Linked DNA regions of Macaca mulatta: region 1 is linked to region 2. The links are chromatin contacts, called in public Hi-C maps. All regions are on one chromosome and are shown on one strand. Each heading gives the region's core, a stretch centred on a gene start, on an enhancer-like site or on the middle of the called end of the contact. The rest is flanking DNA. Distances are from core to core; before and after follow the strand shown. Region 1 holds the start of CACNA1S (calcium voltage-gated channel subunit alpha1 S). Region 2 holds the start of KIF21B (kinesin family member 21B).

Region 1 (4,957 bases), core at 585-3,084, 91 kb after region 2:
TTTGGGGGCGGATGGGGAGGCATATTATGTAGATGGGCTTGGCAGAAAAATCCCATTCTCTTCCCAGTAACCTCCAGTGTTTGAGAAAAGAGGAGGGCCACAGGGGCAGGGGGCTACGAGAGGGGAAGGTGCAGAGGAGCAGAGGATGGAGGAGAGGGAGAACCCATGGAGTAAACCTGTTTGCAGAAGAGAGGCAAGGAGGGAGGGCCTAGGAGGGTTCGATGTGGGTGATTCACCGACTGGCCAAGGGCAGGTGAAGGGAACAAGGCTGACACTGACCCCAAGATATCTCTACTTGCCCCACGTTTGTCTTGTCCTTCTAGTTATCCCTCATTCTCCTTCCTTCTAGGGAACAGTTGGTAGGAGCCCAGCCTTCCAGAACCCTTCAGAAATATTTCAAATATGCCCGACCCTCGCTCTCAGAACCCACTTGACACAGCCCTCCCCTTGTCTCTGTCACTCCTTCCTCCCTTCCCCAGATAACCCGGATATTTTCAGCATTCTTCCCCCCAGAGCAAATGCAAACACAGCATGAGATTCGAAGTCTCTGTCCCCAGGGTGGCACGTCTGAGCTAGAACACCCAGGCTTGCTTGGCCTGTGTCTTGGAGCCACTCAGACCAGGTGTCTTTCAGACCCATTTTTTCCCTTGGCTCTGTCCTCAGCTGGGATCTGCCCCCAGAGGGGTCACCCCCCACCCAACCCAAACAAGGGGGAGTTTTCTCAAAGAGGCCATTGAACCTTTTATTGGTTCCTATCCTATTCTGAAATGAGGCTGGTGCTTCAAAAACCTAGTGGCACCCCATGATAATGTGGATTTGGGCACACCTGGGAACAGTCCCCATGAAGCAGGCCCCACCCATAGGTGGTCAGTAGGCATCTCTGGTTGTCACCCAGGACTTGGGTGGCCTGCTCAGGCCCAGGAAGCCCCACCAAGTCCTCCTCCTCTTCCTCCTCCTCTTCCTGTTCCTCCTCCCCCCTCCTCCTTCTCTCCCTCCTCTTCCTCCTCCTCCTCTCCTGCGCAGCTGAGGGCTCCTTCCCCCAGCCTCACTCAATTCTGTGAGTTCACCCCAGGTCTAAGTCCCAGGCCTCCCTGGCCCTCCTGTAGGAAGTGTGTGCTCTGTGATCACCCCTGAATCCCTCCCCCATGATGCATGCTCCCCCCCACGGCCTGGGCCCTGAAGGATACTTCCATTCTACGATGCTGATGCAGGCCTTCCTCAGGGGGTTCTCCAGGGTCAGGCAGAACAAGGCCCGGGGTGGCCTTGGCAGAATCTCAGGAACCGGCTTCTTGGGCTGTTTCTTCCTCAGGCCTTCATCCTGGGGTGAGGACGGCTCCATGGCTTCCCTGGGAATCTGGCTCCCCCTCCCCAGTGCCCTCTCTTCCCTGCGTCCCCAATGCCCCCCGCCTTGAGGACTGGGCTGGCTGAGGCTGTCGGCTGAGCCTGCCCTGCTGAGCCAGCCGGGGGGCGGGGGCAGCAGTGGGGGCAGGAGGATTACTCTCCCCACTCCCAGCAAGTAAAATTAGCCTCCACTCGGCTCCCCACTGCCGGGCCTGAGCTCCTGAGGCCAGACAGCTGTCATTCCATCCAGTCCAGCCAGTGGCTTCCCAATCTGTCCCCTGAGGAGGGTGGGGGATGGGGAGAAGAACTTACACACAGGCCTGGGATGGGGCAGGGGCAGTGGGAGAGGGAGACAGGATGGAAGGTTTCAAGCCTGCGGCAACAGAGATCAGGAAGCGGTAGCCTTGGATATGGAACCTCAAACGGCAGAGTGGCCCCCTCATGCCAAAATTAGGTTTCCCCTCCTCAGCCCCATGACATTGTCTGGAGAAGGCACTGGGCAGCCTAAGTCAGGACAGCTCCACAGCACCCTCTACCTAGCTCAGTATTTGCACCATCAGCCAAGACTCCCCAAACATACCCTCAACCCACCCCCCAAGCAATCCCATGTCAGGGAAACAGTAAACCCCTCTCCAGTGGGCTGGAAGACTCCCAGAACATCCCTGAGTGTACACACCTCTGGCATAGCACCTGCCTCACTGTGGAGCATCTGCTGTGTATCTTTCTTCCTCACCTCCTCCCACCCCTACAGGTGTAAAGGTTGTGGGCTTTATCTCTGGGACTCTGGCCCCTTCTCTGCACAGTCCCCACATATACTATGCTCCCTGTAAATGATCACTGAGGCCAGGCGTGGTGGCTCATGCCTGTAATCCCAACACTTTGGGAGGCTGAGGTGGGCAAATGGCTAGAGCTCAGGAGTTCAAGACCAGCCGGGGCAAGTGGTGAAACTCTGTCTCTACAAAAAATACAAAAATTAGCAGGGTGTGGTGGTGTGTGTTTGTAGTCCCAGCTAGTAAGGAGGCCAAGGTGAGAGGATCAGTTGAGTCTGGGAGGTTGAGGCTGCAATGAGCCAAGATCGGGCCACTGTACTCCAGCCTGGGTGACAGAATGAGACAGAGTGAGACTTTGTCTCAAAAAGAAAAGTTCATTGAGGTCAGCCGCGGTGGCGCATGCCTGTAATCCCAGCACTTTGGGAAGCCAAGGTGGGCAGATTACTTGAGGTCAGGAATTCCAGACCAGCATGGCCAACATGGTGAAACCTGAACTCTACTAAAAATACCAAAAATTAGTGGGCGTGGTGGTGTGCACCTGTAATCCCAGCTACTCTGGAGGCCAAGGCAGGAGAATTGCTCAAACCCAGGAGGCAGAGGTTGCAGTGAGCAGGCATAGAATCACTGCACTCCAGCCTGGGCAACAGAGCAAAACCTGTCTCAAAAATTAAAATTAAAATTAAAATTAAAATTAAAATTAAAAAAAAAATTCATTGAATGCCTGAGCTAACACTGAACCTTAAATGCGCTAACAGCGAATCCCACATACCCTTCCAGCAAGTACTCTGGACTAGGAGTGGGAATGAGAAAGGGGCACCAGGAAGGGTGAGGGTAGACAATGATCTAGGAATGAGAAAAATTCAAAAATCCTTTTATTTAGCTCTTTGGTGCCAACACAGTGCCTATGTACCCATATGCACACCCCCCTCCCCCAAGGCTTACAGTCTGAGGGAAAAAAACCACAGTCCCCACCCAACCTGGGACAAAACTAGATGACCTCGTTGGGGGGTGTGAAGGGAGTGATCGCCCCCCACCAAGGAAGCTAGAGAACGCCACCAGGGCACACAGGTCGCCTCTGCTGAGTCTGTGGGTTCGGTCCGGGCTGAGCGCCGGCAGCGGCCTGGCCTCCCATCCCTTCCTCTGGGTTCCTTTCTCAAAGGGCAAGCGTGCTCCCAAAGAAGTCGCTAGTATTTGAAGCCATCTGGTGGAGAGCAGGGGCATGATAACCGAGGGATCAAAGCCGGGCTTGCCTCCCGGGAACTCGCAGAGACTGGGCTGCGCCTGCGGCGAGGAAGGAAGAAGCAGGCCGAGCGGGAGCCAGACCCAGGGATAATCGTCCTGGAGTGCCCCTCTGCACCCCGGAGGGGACGCAGGACGCCCGGAGCAGTCCCAGGCCCTGCCCCTCGCTGCACCCACGGAGCTCCTCAGGTCTCTATCGCGCGCCTCGCACCCGTTGCCCTGCACTTCCTCCCCAAGTTGACGGAGGAGGAAGGATGTCGCAGACACGGGAGCACCGCGGACCTCCTGCAGTCACCAGCCTGCGGCGCATCGCGGGTGACCCAGCAGCCTCCCGCTGCTCCCGAAAGTGGGACGGGGCCGACGGATCATTCCCCAAGCCAGGGGCTGCCACAAGCCCGATCAATGGCAGGATTCCTCCGATTCCAAGAAAGGCGAGGGGGAGAAGCAGGAGGACTCGGATGACTCCGGTACCAGGGAGGAGGGCGCCCGGGCCTCGCCGTCGCCAGGGCGGTCGGGCCGGGGGGCGGCGGGCGGCGCCGGGCAGGGCCTGGTGCCCGGGAGGCCGCGGGCGGCGGGGGGCGTCGCGCCGTCTGGGGCCGAGCTCAGCAGCTCCTGCAGGTACTTGATGTAGCGGATGGCGGCGCGCAGCGTCTCCACCTTGCTAAGTCGTTTCTCTGCCAGGGCGCCGGGGAGGTGGCCGCGGAGGCGCGCGTAGCCCTCGTTGACGCACTTAACGCGCTGCCGCTCGCGCTCGTTGCGCTTCTGGATGAAGGCTGGCTCGAAGGGGTATTCGTAGACCCCGAAGGCACCGGGGAAGGGCACATAGGGGAACACCCCCGCGTAGGCGTCGTAGTAGGGCTGCTCGGCTGGGCCCGGGTACAGCAGGAAGGGCACGTTGCCTAGGGGCTCGGCGGGAGGCAGGGGCGCCTGCCGGGGAGGGGGCATGACGCCCAGCTGCATGCAGCTGGGGGGCCCCAGGGGCCTCCGGTCCACCAGAGCCCGGCAGAAGTTATTGTTCATGGTGCCACGTGGAGCTGGACCCAGAGTGAGGCCCCCACCGAATGGCCCCTGCTTGGGGTCTACACGGTCTCGACCACTGGGGCAAATCACATCGCTAGCAGCAGCTCCGGGGTACCAGGATTTGCTAGGGCCTCTTTTCGCCCTTTAGGGTGGCTTCCAAGGACTCCCTAACACCAGCCATCGTCCTAGACAAGTGTGGCCCCTCTCAGGGGGTCGGTGCACACCTTCTCAGATCCAGCCCATGGCGCCGCGGAACTCTGAGGGCCCACACCTCGCTCCGCAGCACCCATGGGCACGGCCACAGACCCGCACGCCTTGCCTCTTCCTGCCGCCCAACATGGGCACCTCAGGCCTAAACCCCAGGCTCCATGCCCTCCACCCCCACCCCAGCGCCTGATCCTTGGTCCTCACGGCCTTCGAGATCCCTGATCCCTGGGCAGTCCGGGGTGCCCAAACTGATGGCTGCTGTTAGGAGTGCGCCAGCTCAGTGGAGGGAGTCCCGGGAAACATTTCTAAACAAGAGGAGAGGAGAGTGAACATATCAGTTAGGAAAGGCCTGTATTATGGGCTTATTTGTATCATCTCCA
Region 2 (5,645 bases), core at 1,681-4,180:
TGGCACTTCTCACCTCGTCTAATAGTCCTGGGGCCTCTCTCCTCCCCCCCCCCCGCCCCCCCACACACACATCAGACCACGCCTGTCTCATTCCTGGTCTTCCTTGTCTGAAGAGTTGGACTCCAGGCTCGCTACAAGTTATTCTCATGGAAATTCAGAAAGCACTTCAGTTGGATACAAGAAAGGACTTCCATAAAGTCAGAAAGACAGCCAGACCTGGCAGGAGGTAGTGAGCCCTGGGGTTGGACTAGACCCTGGACAAGCCTTGCCCTTCCCATAAATGCTCTACTCTAGTGCAGCCCACCACCCAGTCTTTCAGGTGAGAGAAGTGATTTCTGGGGGTGCTGCAGGGGAGGAGGGGTAGAAGAGGATCTAAAAACAAGGAGAACTCCCCCTACAGCCCGTCACTGGCACCATCTGCTCTCCTTCCCAGCCCAGCCCAGCCCCAGCTCAGTCCTAAGCTCTCTGATTAGAAACTGGGTTCTGTCCAGACATCGTCTGCCTTCCACGGCCGGCTGCCCATTGAGGTCTGGCGTGTGCCCGGGCTGGGCACTCATGCTGGGGTGGGAGGGGAGGGGTGGGTGGGGCCCTCACCTTCCCGGAGACCCTGCAAGACTGACTTCTGATGCTCAAATGCCCCACCCCCCATACAGATCAGCAACTTTGCCCCCACTTAGGGCAATCTGACTGGGAACCAGAGATGACACACATCGCCGTGAACTGGGTGCAGAGGGCAGACATGATCCCTTCTCTGCAGAAAGGGTCCCGGGAAGCCTCTAGAGGTGGCAGTGGGAAGAGAACATCAGCTTATCCTCACTGTGCCAATCCCATGAGGCTCCCCGGGTGGGAGACCCACATCTTTTCACCCCAGTCCAGCCTGGAGACCCTGAACAGAGGTGGGGGCCTTTGTTTAGCTCTCTCCAGCAAGATGGAATCTAAAGGAAACCCCCACTGTGGAAAGGGCACCCCCAAGCCCCTTCCTTCCCAGTCCTCGTTCACAATGGGTGGGGGCCAGAGGGGCCAGAGCTTCATTTCCCTTTTATGGTGTTCTTGGACTCTCCCAATCTGCTGCAGATGCCATATTTACATTTCTCACTCCCACCCCCGGCCATGCAACCCTCCCTCGACCTCCACAAGATCCTGCTGCAATGTCAGCCCCAGCAGCAGCCTGGCCCCGCCCCAGCCAGCCCACCAGGCACCTGCAGGGCTCCTCTTTGTCTCTCTGGCTGCTCAGGGCCAGGAAAGCTGTTCTCAAGTGATTCTTGAGTGCTGCCTAGGGTGCATGGGTGGGGGTGCCTCAATCTCCTTCCCTCCAGCTGAGCACTGATCAGTGTCAGCTCCTCTCTGGGCTGCAGAGGGCCAGCCAGGTGGCCGTGGTGAGGGGCATCTGCCCTGGGGCAGGAAGAGGAAAGCTTTTTCCTTGCCATCTCTGACTCCGTCTAGGAGCAACCTCCCCGGGTCCCTGGAATCTGGGTCACATATGACCCAAGGGATCTAGAGACCTGAGAGACCTACCCTAGACCTGGACAATCCCCCGCCCCCTCCATCATACAGGGCTGGGGCAGAGATAGACGTTCTTTCCACACCCCTGCCTTGGTGAGCAGCCCCAGATTGGCACGCTGCTGCCAATACACCCCTCTCAAAGAGAAAAAACCAAAGCAAAAACTGGGAGAGGTGGTGAGGTGTAAAGCGTCTCCACCCAGCACAAAGAACACAGATGGCTCAATTTCACAGCATTTCCTGCTCCTGCACCTTTGTGTACCCCTCCCAATAGAACCCACCCAGCCATGTCCTCTCCCTGTCTCATTTCTGCCGGCTCAAGTCCCAGAGCTGTTGAGAATGGAACCCCAGATAAGTCTAGGCAACCCTCCCCTGCTCAATTTTTGTCTGAGTGTCTGAGGATGGGGCATCCACATCACACCCTCCTGCCCTCTCAGAGGGAAGCACCTCAGATACACCTCTTCCTCCCTTCCTAGCCCCATCTCCTCTTGGGACAGGAGTGGCAGGATTCTCCCAGAAAGCCATTGACTTCCCACAGAAGGCCAAGGCATCATCCCAGGTTTTTCGTTGGTCCCCGCACCGGATCTTTGTCTGCAGATCTGGCTCCCAGGGCGGGTGTGCTGCCTTTGCTAGCTGGACCAAGAGCACATAACTAGCTGACTCTCGTGGATGAGGGGGAAATTTCCCTCTGGTATACCCGTATGAGACAGCAGCCTCGTGGGGAGGCGAAGAGGAAACACACAGACGCTCCGGCCTGGGCCAGGGCTGGGTGTGAAATACCGGATTTCCTTGTTTATTCGATTTTCTGATCATTAAGGGCTCCCAAGAGGGACCCAAAATTACCACCCAAACAAAGCCACCTTGCAGTAGTCCGCGGGGTCGCTGCTCCCCGGCGGCAGCCTGGCCAGCGCGCGGCGCCCTCCATCCCGTCCCACGCCGGCCCCTCCCCCGGGAGTGCAGGCTCCAGCCCGAGCGGTGCCCGCGCCCCCCGCCCAAAGCCCACGCGAGACAAAGCCCGAGCCCTCTCCGCGAGGCCCCTTCCATGCCCCGGGTCCCTACCTGACGGCCACCTTGACGCAGCAGTCCCCCTGGCCGGCCATGGCCCTCTGGCTCTAGGGTCTGGGCGTGGATCAGAGGCGGGGGTCTGGGGGCCAATGCCCAAGGCAGCGGCTGCGGCTGCGGGAGGCGGGGGCGCGGGCGCGGCTGGCGGAGGCTGCGGCGGCGGCGGCTGGAGGTGACATGCTCGCGGGCTGCAGGCCGAGGGGCTCACCCGCGGCCGGCCCCCCGGGGCTGGGCCCGCGCGCCTCCTCGGGCCATCGGGCGGCGGCGCGGAGCTAGCTGACAGCCGGCGGCGCGACCCGCCGCTCCCTACGGCGCGGCACACGCGCACACACCTCCCACCCGGCCGTCACCTCCCGCCGCAGCGCGAACAAAGGGGGCGGGGGCCGATCCGGCACCGAGCCCGCCCCGAGCCCGCCCCGAGCCCGCGCCGGGCCCCGCCCAGCCCGGGAGCCGCCAATCGAAAGCCCTAATGAGCAGCGGGGGCGGGACTCGCGCCTTTAAAGGGACCTCTTGGCTCGCGGCCACCGGTGGCTGGGGGTAGGGGGCGGGATTGGAGGGTGGGGGTGGGATGGGGGGTGGAGGCGCGGGACGCAGACCACGTTAGAACCTTGGCTCCTGGAGTGGCAGAACCTCAAGCTTCAATGGGACCCTCATTTCATAAATGAAGAAACTGAGATTTAAAGAGGGGAACTACCGAAGGTCACAGAGCGAGTTCGTGGGTAAGCATGGTAAGAACCCTGGTCTCCCGGGGATCTCACAGCGATTGACGGTTTATAGTTCACAAGAGCCAGGAAAGCTTCCCTTCTGCATTTATTCCAGTAAATTCGCCAACCCTTCTTGAAGGGAGTTCTTGCTAGCCCCTAAATAAATTTCCCCCCACCCCCGCCCTGCAGCATTTTAAAGCTCGTGTTTTAGCTGATTCCTGGCCAGGCTCCTAGCCCAAGACTAGCCCCTCCCTACTGCTAGACGACTGTCCCATTGACCTTTATGACCCACAGATGACCCCACTGGGCCTGGCTCACACTCTGCTTGTTGTGGCAGTAGGGCCAGAGGGTCAGTGTGGGAGGCCTGAGCTGCCCTGGGGGAAAGGAAGGAACAAAGGGGGCCCTCAGTTCCGAGCACCTGGGTAGAGAGGCTGGGCGGTGAAGTGGGTGGGGAAGGGAAGAAGGAGGGCAGCTGCCTGCAGGAATGGATATAAAGGACAAGGAGGACCATGGAGACTTTAACACTGGGCCTGGATGGAGGAGGAGACCAATGCTGCAAAGTCACAATTCCCTTCCCAGTCCACCTCCCTCCCTCTGAGCCCAGAGGCCTCTTCCCTGCCCCCTGCCTCCCAACATTGGGGCCATTCACAGGGCCCCTCACCAGCTGCCCTCACTTCACCCAGCTCCCTCCCCTGGAAAGGGCCCAAGAGAAGGACCCAGCTGCAGCTCCAGATGTGGATGGGGCTCTCTGGGGGAGGGGAGCAAGGGGAGTCTGACTCCAGGCCTCTTACATCACCCTCAGATGATGAAACCATGTCAGAGATTTTGGCAAGGGTGTGGACTGGGGTCTGAGGATGCATCTGTTGGTGCCATCTTCCTCCCCTTCCCTCCTCCACTCACAACCCACCACCCCCCGCAATAACTGCTTCATGCAGTAGCTCAGATCCCTGTTTGGCTTGACCTATTAAGGTCAAATCAAAACCAAAGATAATTTTAAGAGCAAATTTCAAGGGCCAATCAACACACCCTTTTCATCCCCATGGCAAAGAGGAGGAGCACTGCGAGCAGTGCCCCCAGGATGGAGGCTGGAGAGGAGGTCTTGGTGGGATCCTGGACCTTTTATTAGCATTTGAATCTAGAGGAAGCTCTCCCTGGGGCCAGGGGATCGCCTCTCCTGGACCAGGAGGCTAGCAGAATGTTGCAGTCAGATCCTGCAACATTCCTCCCCATCTTCCAACCAAAATAAGACGTGAGGAGGAGACTAACACATATGGACCACCTACACAAGGTATTTTATGCACATATTCTCATTTTATCCCTGTAACCTTGTGAGATAGGCTTTCTTATTCTTTTTAAATTTTGCAGATGGGGAAACTGAGCCTCACATGTATGAATTCCAGCATATAAGCAACAGACTCCGGATTTGAACTTGTATATCTTGTTCCAGACTTCCCAGATGACCACCAAGGTGGAAGCGATGGTGATGCCAAGGCGGAAGGGATGGTGATGCCCAGGCAGAAGGGAGCTAGGCTGGCCCAGGCTTTTCCTGTAGGCATAGCGGGCTCCAGGTTCAGCCTTCCCGGACGGTAATGTTGCTTTCTGAAGAGCTAATTTCCCGCCAACTCATCTCTGGACTTCTCTGGGGCCCAACTCTGATTTCCTGCCTGCAGGAGGTCCCCTCTGACTTCCGATAGTAGATGATCCTTCTGACTCACAGTTCTACTGCTGGGAAATGCCTCCAGAGCTGCTGCCCACCCCCTCTGCATCCCTCCAGGTCACTGGGTGTCAAGTCAGGGGAAGCAGGGATGCACATGGGTGGGAAACTCAGGCCTCCTAAATGTCAGAGCCTCAGGACTTTGGCTACTCAGAAGTAGCTCCCTCCTGGGCCAGGAAGCAGCAGGGCAGCCAGCATCCCGACGTCACTCCTGGACTCTGCTGCTCAGAGGCTAGACAGAGAACCAAGGTGGGAAAGAGGCTTAAACCACAGCGTGGGGAGATTTAGGTTAGGTGGGTCAGAGGAAGTTTAGGACAAGACTTGTCCTTTTCGGGCTCTGTCCAGCTTCAGCACAGCCACTGCTTCCTCTCTTTGGTTTTTCCCATCCCCCTGTCTCCCACCACCTCTATCCCCTTCCAGCTTTTCTTCTTTCTTTCCCCCCTTCCCAGACCCCAAAGTTTCTCAGGATTAGCTGCCCATGTGCATATCTCCCCCACCCCCAAATCTTTCCTCACTGTCTCACAGAAACAGGCAAACACACACACATGCACACAACCATGAGTGGCCCTGAGAGTTCCCTGATTGGACTGAGGTTGGAGCCCCAGCTCTTGTCCTGAGCTGAGGCCCTTCCCCCAGGTATCTTGGGGCTTCTTCCATCATTTCTC

Evidence for each region. A called contact is a pair of places that touch in the nucleus more often than the background predicts.
Region 1: a Hi-C map of fetal cortex germinal zone shows a contact between it and region 2, with 2.0 times the contacts expected there. The contact joins the promoter of CACNA1S here to the promoter of KIF21B in region 2. A contact is called at or near these places in 2 of 14 Hi-C or Micro-C datasets (fetal cortex germinal zone and fetal cortical plate).

Annotation. Positions count from the first base shown.
Region 1 is chr1:58,766,019-58,770,975 of T2T-MMU8v2.0, forward strand. It overlaps CACNA1S (calcium voltage-gated channel subunit alpha1 S), which reads right to left and starts at 1,835. Exons shown (of 43, transcript XM_078002574.1): 1 at 1,188-1,835. The coding sequence starts at 1,339. It overlaps ASCL5 (achaete-scute family bHLH transcription factor 5), which reads right to left. Exons shown (of 2, transcript XM_015120478.3): 2 at 2,956-4,882. The coding sequence starts at 4,370. The coding sequence ends at 3,750.
Region 2 is chr1:58,674,191-58,679,835 of T2T-MMU8v2.0, forward strand. KIF21B (kinesin family member 21B) reads right to left here and starts at 2,931. Exons shown (of 34, transcript XR_013417480.1): 1 at 2,560-2,931. LOC106994151 (a long non-coding RNA gene) reads left to right here and starts at 3,153. Exons shown (of 4, transcript XR_003731793.2): 1 at 3,153-3,290; 2 at 4,714-4,852.